Regions from separate parts of the Sus scrofa genome. Here region 1 is linked to region 2. The links are chromatin contacts, called in public Hi-C maps. All regions are on one chromosome and are shown on one strand. Each heading gives the region's core, a stretch centred on a gene start, on an enhancer-like site or on the middle of the called end of the contact. The rest is flanking DNA. Distances are from core to core; before and after follow the strand shown.

The links. Hi-C and Micro-C count contacts between places; a contact is called where the count stands out from the background.
Region 1: a contact with region 2 is called in a Hi-C map of liver, with 2.9 times the contacts expected there. The contact joins two enhancer-like sites. A contact is called at or near these places in 1 of 47 Hi-C or Micro-C datasets (liver) and 1 of 2 datasets of contacts at active chromatin or transcription factors (skeletal muscle).

The regions. Positions count from the first base shown.
Region 1 is chr5:89,998,456-90,003,666 of Sscrofa11.1, forward strand. No RefSeq gene overlaps it. Among named protein-coding and RNA genes, the nearest start is that of EEA1, 130 kb to the right of the region's middle. Within about 2 kb of position 2,681, at least 2 of the 83 cell types and tissues checked have an H3K27ac peak or open chromatin away from gene starts, as enhancers often do. A contact at or near this core is called in liver, where this site is marked.
Region 2 is chr5:89,795,904-89,801,732 of Sscrofa11.1, forward strand. No RefSeq gene overlaps it. Among named protein-coding and RNA genes, the nearest start is that of NUDT4, 71 kb to the left of the region's middle. Within about 2 kb of position 2,353, at least 3 of the 83 cell types and tissues checked have an H3K27ac peak or open chromatin away from gene starts, as enhancers often do. A contact at or near this core is called in liver, where this site is marked.

The sequences.
Region 1 (5,211 bases), core at 1,431-3,930, 200 kb after region 2:
AGCTGCCAGCCTACACCACAGCTCACAACAACACCAGATCCTTAACACACTGAGCAATGTCAGGGGTTGAACCCGCATCCTTGTGGATATTAATTGGATTCATTACCACTGAGCCACAATGGGAACTCCTGATCTTATAATTCTTGAGCTCTCTGCTGGCACAGTCACTCAGCCTCTGTGACTCTGTTCCAAATTCTCAGAGTTCCCCTTGTGGCTCAGTGGAAATGAATCTGACAAGCATCCATGAGGCTGTAGGCTCAATCCCTGGCCTCACTCAGTGGGTTAAGGATCTGGCATTGCCATGAGCTCTGTATATCGCAGACACGGCTCGGATCCCGAGTTGCTGTGGCTGTGGTGTAGGCCAGCAGCTACAGCTCTGATTCAACCCCTAGCCTGGGAGCCTTCACATTGCACAGGTGCCGCCCTAAAAAGACAAAAACAAAAACAAAAAAAACAGATTCTCATCGGTGAGCGAGCCCCTGGGCAGTTTAGTTGCTCACATCTGGTCTGGTCAGCAGTGAGCTGATGGAGGGGCTCATGCAGGGCCCATGGTGGCCTTTCCACAGGTCTCTAAGACGGTAGGTACCAGTCAGGGTCCCAGTAGAAGGAGACGATGCACTGAAATTGGGGACATTGGGGAAGAGTTTAATAAAAGTTGATTTGTAAAGATCTGGGCAGGGTGTGAAAAAAACCCCACAAGTAACCCCAAGGGAGATTAGTACAGTATCTTTACAATAGTAATCACGGGGCCCCATTACCATGACGAGAGCCAAGAGGCAGTAGGAGGGAGTGGCTACAGAACTTGGAGAAAGAGAGAGCTGGGTGGGGAGGACCGTCAGCCTCCTTTTTTTTGGTGAGAGGCGCTTTTCATGGAAATCCAGCTTGCGTACACACACAAAAGCACACATAAGGGACAGCTCAATAAGTTTCACAAAGGCAACCTCCTCAGGTCACCCATCTCCAGATCAAGAAACAGAACACTACCAGCCTCAGAAGTCTCTTTCCAGTCCCCCCCATGCTCAGTGGTGACCACTCTCCCAGTTTCCAGTACCAGGGATGATTTTTGCCTGCTTTGGAAATTTATGTATTGATATCATAACAGCATGAATTCTTTTGTGTGATCTCTTTGCTCAGTATTATGTTTGCAGCAAGGGCCGTATTTTTTTTTTTATTGCGGTAAAATACACATAACATAAAATTTAACTTTTCATCATTTTTTCTGGCTTTATTGAGGTATAATTGACAAAAAAAGTATTATTTTAGTGGTACAACTTGATGTTTTGATGTACATGTACATAGTGAAATAATCACCACAATCAGCTAATTAACACGTTCTACCACCTCAGGTAGTTATCATTTTCTTTTGTTCTATTTTTCAGTTTAACTATTTTTAAGCCATTTGGTGACATAAAGTACACACACAATGTTGTGCAACAAGCGCTCTCTCCACCTCCAGAACCTTTTCATCATCCCCAGCCTCAACTCTCTACCCATTAAACAATAACCACCACCCACACCAGTCTCTCCTCCCTCCAGCCCCTGGAGAAAGCTCTATCTTACTTTCTGTCTCTGTGAATTTACCTATTCTAGGGTCTATGAATTTGCTTGTTCTAGGTACCTCATATAATTGAAATCGTACACTATTGGCCCTCTTTTGCTTAGGTTTTTTCACTTAGCATAATGTTTTCCAGTTTCAAATGATCTTCATTTTACAGATGAGGAAACCAAAGTGCAGCATCATTAAAGAAACAGGTGTGAACCCAGAATGTGAACCCTGGCAGTCTGGCTCCAGAGATTGAGTACTTAGTGCTTCATTAAGCTATTCAATGGATCTTGTTTTCATGAAGTCAGTGATAGCTATTTAATTCATGGGCTAACTGGCTGGCTCTATCTCGCAGAGTCTACCCACCCAAAGATGACTTGAAATCCACATTTTCTCTCCTGTGTTGCAAAAGTAAGAGTTTCCCTTTATGGAAATCCCGCTGTGGCACAAAGGGATCAGTGGCATCTTGGGAGTTAGTGAGTTAAGGAGTTGCTGCAGCTACAGCTTAGGTCGTAACTGTGGCTTGGATCTGATCCCTGACCCATGAACTCCACATGCCAGAGGGCAGCCAAAAAAAGAAAAAGAAAAAAAAAAGAGGAAGTTCCCCTCGTAGCTCAGCGGTAACGAATCTGACTAGTATCCATGAGGATATAGGTTCGATCCCTGGTGTTGCCATGAACTGTGTGTAGGTCCCAGACATGGCTTGGATCTGGCATTGCTATTGCTGTGGTGTAGGCCAGCAGCTAGAGCTCCGGTTTGACCCCTAGCCTGAGAACTTCCATATGCCTCAGGTGCGGCCCTAAAAAAAAAAAAGAAAGAAAGAAAATAAGAAAAGAAAAAAGGTTTCATTTTGTTTCCTGTGTCTGGTTAAAAGGACAAACATTTCCTTCTAATCAAAGACTCTTAGTAAAGTGTTTCTGTGGTCCCTGCCATTTGTCATTTTCTAGAATTACTCTTGAGTATGGCTTCCCACTCCAGAGCCAGCATTTGCTTGTCTCAGCTCCCTATTGGGTAGAACTTATCATCCTACCACTCAGAACTGCATACAGTTTTCTCAGATCAGTTTGGTGTAGAACCCTCTGTTGACATGGGAACCAGATCAATCCCTCTTGAAGCCAAAGATGCCAGTCTGGCTACTATTAGGAATGGGGGAGCCCAGTTGGCAGACACCAATCTGTCTCATCCAAAGTGAATTCAGAGGCCAACAGAACCTGAGTCCAAACTCCTCCCTGTCTTTGTGCTGTCAAACCTCAGAGGGCTCATGTGAATTTACAAACAGTCCACACATGTCTGACTTTTCCTTGCCAAGCCCTCTGAATTCCACGTCTCAGAATGCTGGAAGCCAAGAAAAGGCAGGTAGCCACAGTTATCTTGGATGACATGACTCAGTGTGCAAAGGAGCTCTCCTGGAAAGAGATGCTGTCCTTTCAATGCAGGAAAAATGTGGCAACACCTTGTCATAAGTGCAGTTTTTCAAACATAAGCCCCCCTATGTACTTATCACCTCATTTTAAAAATTATCCATATTCTGCCAACAGATTTTCTTTCTGCAGTACAATGAATTATATTATCTTTCTGATCCTACTTGTTATCCAAGACAAGTGACAATCTAACCAAAATGCTGGATCCTTCTCCTGTATTGGATCTTTATTACAATGTTTTGTGGCTCAGTCCTCTCTACACTCTTCCCCTGTGTGATCTGACCCAAGGACAGGGCTTAAATGATGCAGGTACTTGTCAGAAATTCCTTGGCTGCAAATAACAGAAACTCAGTTCAACTATCTGAAGCAAAAATGGGGATTCATTGATGTACATGCTCATGAAGTTAGTTTCTAGAATGACACCACCTAGGAGTCAGTGCTACATAAGCACATTGCCCATCTCCCTCTGTCACTTGAATCTGTTTGCTGCTGTGTTTACCTCATTCTTATCAGGCTATGATAAACCCCAGGGCGTTTAAAAAAAAAACAAAGAAGGAAGAGAGGGAGGGAGGAATACAGACCCTGGTAGGTCTAAGCTTGCATTGCACCACTTTAGCAACCCTGCCAGAAAGAGGACAGGATTTGTGTTCCTTACTGTTCCATCAAAAGTCCTTTGCTAATTCTTATTGAATCGACCTAATTCATTTGAGCATCCCTTAAGAATCACTGTGACCAGGTGGATGATATATCTTAACTGTCTGGACTTGCCTCTTGTCCAGAGGATGCTCAGCACTTTAACAACTCATCAAGATTACTAGCCAAGAGAGGGAAATATGTCCCCCAAAGAAAATCAGAATACTCTTAGCAAAAGACATGGAACATTATGCTAGACACCACTATACCATCTACATGTTGATAACTCCCAAATTTATTTCTCCCCATCCTAGGCCCCAAGTCTGACCTCCAGGTGCAAATACTCAGCAGCCCCCTTGACATATCTCAAAGACACCTCAAACTTGACGTCTTCAAAATGTATGTCCTGGTTGGGAGTACCCTGCCCCCACCCTATTCTCACCCTGTATGCCCTTTGGTTACCACAAGGACTGCCAGAGGGAATGTATTGGAAGTCTTTAGAACTCACAGAATTGATTGGAATCCTGGGCTTAAGAAACAGGGAGCATGGAAACTGCCTTATGAAGGAAAAATTTATTAGGAGGCTGCCCCTGGAGGGTCTGAATTTTGTCCTTCTGCTCAAGAATCGTATTACAGGAGTTCCCGCTGTGGCGCAGTGGTTAATGCATCTGACTAGGAACCATGAGGTTGTGGGTTTGATCCCTGGCCTTGCTCTGTGGGTTAAGGATCCGGTGTTGCTGTGAGCTGTGGTGTAGGCCGGTGGCTACAGCTCCGATTAGACCCCTAGCCTGGGAACCTCCATATGCCGCGGAAGCGGCCCTAGAAAAGGCAAAAAGACAAAAAAAAAAAAAAAAAAGAATCACATTACAGGTAAGGAATATCTAATTGGACTATCTCTTGGCTTGCCTAACTTTTAACAAAGAGGTGTTTGCCAATAAGAAACAGAGATCCTGTCAGGGAAATGGATAGCAGACATTCAAATACTCTACATGTATCTCCTCCACACCCTGTTTTTCATCAACTCAGTAAACTCAAGTTGCTCAGGTCAAAAAAACTGGAATGAGATTGAATTTCTCCACTCCCCGTACTCCAAGATCCAAATCATCACTAAAGGCCTGTAGGTCTGCTTTGAAAATGTATGCCGAAGATGTCTATTTGTGTCTCTCCTCACTGCCGCCTCCCTCATCCACACCATCAGTATCTTTCATTTGAACCCCCATAATGGCCTCCAAGTGGTCTCTCTGCCTCCACTTTTGTTCCATGCAGACATTGTTATGATAATCTTGATATAGAGAACAGGTCCTGCCATCCACTGGCTTAAGCCCTTCAATAATATCTCATCACTCTCAGAATAACCTCCAAACCCCTGATCATAGGATGGCCATGCAGCAGAGTGATTATGAACTCAGATTCTGGAGCCAGATTGTGTGGCTTCAAATCTAAGCTCTACTCCTTACCAGATGGCTCTCCCTGGGAAAGTTACATAACCTCTGGGCCATAGTTTCCTAATCTGCAAAGTGGGGATAATAGTATTTAGTTATAGGAGTGTTATGACAACACACAGGTACTATTTAAGATTGCTTAAATAGTACCTGGCACAGACATTAGCTGTCA
Region 2 (5,829 bases), core at 1,103-3,602:
AAGGCCAGGGATTGAACCTGCGTCCTCATGGATGCTAGTCTGATTTGTTTCTGCTGAGCCACGATGGGAACCCTTGGGAAAGCCGTTTTTAGACACCTCTCTTGACGAAAACAAAATAAGTGGGTTGCTTGTTCACTTTAGAAAGAATTCTCTAAAAGTGACTCGTCACTGGAGATAGATTAGAAGCAATGATAAAAACATGATGCAATCAGAATGAAAGTCAGTAGAAAAGTATTATTTGTACTACAATTAACTCGTTCACAAACAACATTTTAGGAATGTGTTTCCCTCAGGGAGGCAGACACCCAGGACCTTGTGTAAGGGGTTAGATAGAGCCTCTGGAATAAGTTAGTTGGTGGGGTCAGAAGAGCCTGGACATTTTCAACCCAGACCAGGGGGCAAGAGTATTGCAGTTACACCCAAGGGAAAAAGATATGCGGGACCTTGACGATGCCTTGATTATACGCTAAGTGGGCTCACTCCCCCTACCTTTGAGTTTCACCTGCATTGAATTAGAAAAAATTTCTCCCCCGGGGTATTTAGGCTTAGAAGTGTGGCCAGGTTTTACATGGGTTTGGTAAACCGGGGCTGGATGGGTGGGCGAGACCAAGGGGTTTGAGAGAGACCGAAAACAGGTTCTTCCATTTAGCCACTTTCTCTAGGTTGTGACCATAGATGTCACATCAGACAGACAGAGGTACATACAAAACTTGCTTTCCCAAGGCCTTCTCTGAAGTCATTATCCTATGGTCGACAGTCGACAAGTCAACATTATATCTGTCTGTGTTTGGCAGCGGCTTGCGAGAAGCAAGCCTTTTCTTCAGAAGCTCCACCCTCTAAGTTCCTACTGTATGTTTTTTAAAATGTTAATTTAAATGATCCTTGTATAGCTGGGCAGAAGGCTGATTTTACTCTTTTAAATGAAGAGTCACATGGTTTTTAACGTTCAACATGAGATGAAGAATTTTCTTCAGGTCATGATCATTTTTTTCTTTCTTCCATTAAATAATCCTTGTAGGGAGTCTCCAGCATGCAAAAAGCATGATAGCTGCATGATCAAAACAACAATTTGACCTTTGAGCTCTGCTCCAAGGAAATACCAACTGATAGACCATTGTCTGTCATGCAGATTTCCACGTGAAGCTCTTCTTTCTCTCTCCACTCTGTCTCTTGGTGTTCATGAAAAAAACCTGATATGCTGGAGTAGCAAGGAGTAAATCTATTAGACCTGTTGAATGAAATGCATTTCCCTTTGCGCCATTGGTTTGGGGGAAGGCATTGTCAGTGCTGCATAGGGGCAGGTAGAGGAGTGGGTAACCGGATTGCTTTCAATTTGGGGCAGAGAAGATGGGATCAGTCTTGTACTGCGTATATGAGGCCACATTGTCTTGACAGTGACATGAAAGCTTACCTCTGAGTAGAAAGTTCCCTGGTGCATCAGTTTTTTTCTTGTTAATAGAACCCTCTTTCTTCAGGAAGTTGCCTTTACTGTCTGTTGAGTCTATATAGACGTTTCCCTGGTGAGAGTTGAATGAGTATGTGATTTACACTTGCAGTAGGCGCTTCCAGACTGCAGCTGGCAATTATGAATGCATTCTCCTGCTCCCAAAAATGCTGGTGGAGAGAAGCCACCTTGGTAAAGGTCATGCCCCTTTCCTAGGAGCAGCCAGGATTCACTGATGGGCTGATGTGGGGGTAGAAACGTCCTTATTTTGGGACATCTCTGCGGGGCCATCCCAGCTCCAGAGCTCCCTGTGAGATCAATGGAGGCCTCTGCTGTGACTGCACTGCAGCTCAGCTTCTGCCTGAATCGGCAGCTTTTGTTTCCACACAGGTGTTGATGCCAAGATCATTCCCTAATAAACTTCCTTCAGGCAGTTCTCCATCTCTGAGCCTGTTTCCCAGGGAACTCAACCTGTAGCAAAACTTTCCCTTAAATAGGGCTTATTTCGCATTGGATTATTGTTAAGGGATAAATTCACATTTTCATTCCAGGAATTGATATGTATTGCTTTGGAGACTTTATTTGTATGGAAATTTTTCATGTATTCAAAAAGGTACCTAAGAATTGAAAATGTTTTGAACTCTATTGGAACAAAATAGCAGTGAGAAAGCTCAATTGGTAACCCTCAAGTTTTTGCCATCAGGTTTAAATTGACTGCCAACCACACAGTTTGGTCACATGGTGGAGGGGGAAGTCTGAGGCCAGGGGTCTTGATGAAAAAGGCCAAAGTTTCAATCTCTGTATTGTTTGGTTTGTTTTCCATTGTTTCCTGGTCTCAACCTGTACTCTAACCTGGCCAGTCCTATCGAGAGTGTTCTCTTGACCTGTCCTTGGAACAGGTGAGAGAGTGTAGATAACCACTGCAAATCTGTCACCATGGTTGGAAAAACAAGCCCTGGCAGTCTCACCATGTATGGTGAGCAGAATATTTATCCAGATGAACTCAGGAGAAGCCAACTTGGGAACTTGCCCCAAAAGGGAATAATAGTAGGTAGGTTTCCACAATTTTTTTTTTTTAAGATAAGTACAATTTTCTATATTTAGTAGCTTGTTTTGCCAACAATGAAGGCTAATGAGTAAGTACAAGGAAAATAGCATTAAAAATGTCTTTGGCTTAAACATTTTGTTAGGTTGTTGATGATTGCAAATTTATCAGAAATTTTGCTCTTTTGAAGAGCAGGCTGAATAATTAGTGAAGATTCAACATAAGTATTGAAATGGGAGCTTGTATCTACTTCACTATTATATGTTATATTATAAAACAATATATATCTATTTATATCTATTTTATATCTGTATGATATATGCACAACGGCCAAGTTCAGAAGAAATGTTTTGCTAAAAGTAAAAACAAATAGAATGGTGGAATTTGAGTATAGAACATTTTTATTAGCCTTTCTCTTAGTGTTTGAATAAATTAATGTTTAAAAGAAGTATCATAGGAAGAATGAAACAGAAGTAAATAAAATAAAAAATAAAAATAATAGGACAGGCAGATCTTTTTTTTTTTTTTTTGTCTTTTTGTCTTTTAGGGCCACACCCGAGGTATATGGAGTTCCCAGGCTAGGGGTCCAATCGGAGATACAGCTGCCAGCCTACACCACAGCCACAGCAACACCAGATCTGAGCCTCGTCTACCACCTACACCACAGCTCTCGGCAATGCCAGATCCTTAACCCATTGAGTTAGGCCAGGGATTGAACCCGAGTCCTCATGGATGCTAGTTGGGTTCATTAACGCTGAGCCACAACGGGAACTCCCAGATCTTGACATTGGAAATAAGAACCTGGTCCAGAGAAGTACTTGGGTGGAAAATAAATTGATGACAAATTCTACTATTGTGCCCAGTCTTGTGTCTGCACTGGGCTTTAACCTGGATTCAGTTGCTTTGGACAGGTACATTGAGCTGGTAGACCTGGTAACCTGCAAGCATCTGTTAGCTTGAGCTGATTTGCTTGGATTGAAAGGGTCTGCTTGGGGAGAAAAAAGGAAAATGAAGGATGGTTTGGTGCCAGTTTCAGATACCAGTCCCTGGCCAAGCCCTGGGGACTCCTGGAAAAAATGGGGCTATTTAAATGAGGGGAGAAAAATGTATATGTGTACCTGTGAGTGGGGAGTGTTGGGGGCCGGCAGAGGTGGGGAGGAAGAGCACACTGGATGCCATGAAGAGGCTGTGAGTGGTGGACTGAATTAGGACCACTTGTGAGCTGCCCTGTTCCTGATGCCCTGCCAGTCCTCGAGGAGGATTTTACTGGGGTCTGGATGCCTGAAAGAGCAGATGCTAGTAGAGTCAATGGAATTTGAGAAACTGCTGTTACTAGTTAACATTTACGAGCATCTACTGTGCCCAGCACTGGTGCTAAACTCTTCATAGTCTTTAGCTCCATGAATACTCCAACAACACTCTAACAAGGGTACTTCTACCCTTTTCCAACGAATGGAGGAAACTGGGGCTTGATGGGGTTAAATAACTTGCTGATAAAAAGTCTGAGCTGCAAATTGTTTCTCAACTTTGGCAATTCTATTGGCTTTGTTTTCTTTTCTTTTTTTTTTTTTTTTTTTTTGTCTTTTGTCTTTTTTTTGTTGTTGTTGTTGCTATTTCTTGGGCCGCTCCCACGGCATATGGAGGTTCCCAGGCTAGGGGTTGAATCGGAGCTGTAGCCACCGGCCTACGCCAGAGCCACAGCAACGCGGGATCCGAGCCGCGTCTGCAACCTACACCACAGCTCACGGCAACGCCGGATCATTAACCCACTGAGCAAGGGCAGGGACCGAACCTGCAACCTCATGGTTCCTAGTCGGATTCGTTAACCACTGCGCCACGACGGGAACTCCCGGCTTTGTTTTCTTAATGGGAATCATTTAAGGAGGTAAAACCTTGAGAAGATGAATTTGGGTTTCGGTCATGGCTTTGCTGTTACCTGCCTGCTTGGACATGTTATACAACCTCTCTGAACCTGCCAGAGTTGTTGGGAGGATCGGAGAGTATAGACACAAAGGAAAGTACTTGGTTAATAACAGTTATTATTACGATATCATTCAAGATGAAATACCTAGCTAACGACTATGAATTCATTGATGAATTAGCTGCAGTATGCTTTTCACCCAAAAAAGGAAAATGAATATTGACCACAGGCTGTTATACTTAATAGATTAATTGTACAAACAACTTTTTTTTAAAAAAAATTCATTTACTGTTATTGTAATGGTTAACTTTATGTGTCAACTTGAGTGGGCCAGGGGGTCCCAGATATTTGGTAAAATATTATTCTGGGTATTTCTGTGAGAGTGTTTTTGGATGAGATTAACTTTTAATTGGTAGATGGAGCAAAGGCGACTGTCCTTTTTAATTTGATGGGCCTCGTCCAATCAGCTAAAAACCTAAATAAGACAAAAGGGCTGGCCTTCCTCCAAGTAAGAGAGAATTCCTCCTGCCTGACTGCTCTAGTGCTGGGACACTGGCTTTTTCATGCCTTCCGACTTGAACTGAAACATTGGCTCTTCTTGGGTCTTGCGACTTGGACTGGAACTGTACCATCTCAGCTTCTGGGTCTCCAGTTTGCCAACTCACTCTGTAGATCTTGGGACTTGCTTCAGAATTGCCTGAGCCAGTTCCTTATGATAAGTCAGTCTCTCTCTCTCTCTCACACACACACACACCCTGTTTCTCTGCAGGGACCTGAGTATGTATTCACTCAGTATTGATCTAATGATGTATGGGTCTCAGACACAGGGCTCCAGGCACAAGGCCATCTGATTTCCTATCCTTATATGGTTTACAGTTTTTAGCCTAGACTAGTCTAGAAGGGGAGGAAGACCTTAGACATATTATTGCGAATAATGAATTTAAATTGCCACAGAATGTCTCAGAGAAACTACACCAGGGACTGTAAATGCATAAAGCAGAGCCCTCCCCTCCTTTGGGCCTCCCAGAGGAAGTAGCATGGGCGCTGAACAAGCCGAGCTCTGAGCACTGAGTGGGCTTGATTGGAAAGCATCCTGGGCAAAGGCAGCAGCATGGGTTCATTCTCGCTCTGTATGTTCCACTGTGGTGGAGCAAAGAGGCCAAGTTGAGCTAATAAGTGACTTATACATTCCCGCCTCTTCTGTTTTTTGGAAGAGATTGTGTAGGTTTGGTGTTAATTCTTCTCTGAATGTTAGGCTGAATTCTCCAGTGAATCCATCTGGGCCTGAAGATTTCTCTTCAAGAGTTTTAAAATTGCGAATTCAGTTTTCAAAATAGTTACAGAGCTCTTCAAATGATTGATTTCATATTGGATAAGTTGTGGTAGTTTGTACTTTTTGTAGAATTGGTCCATTTCATC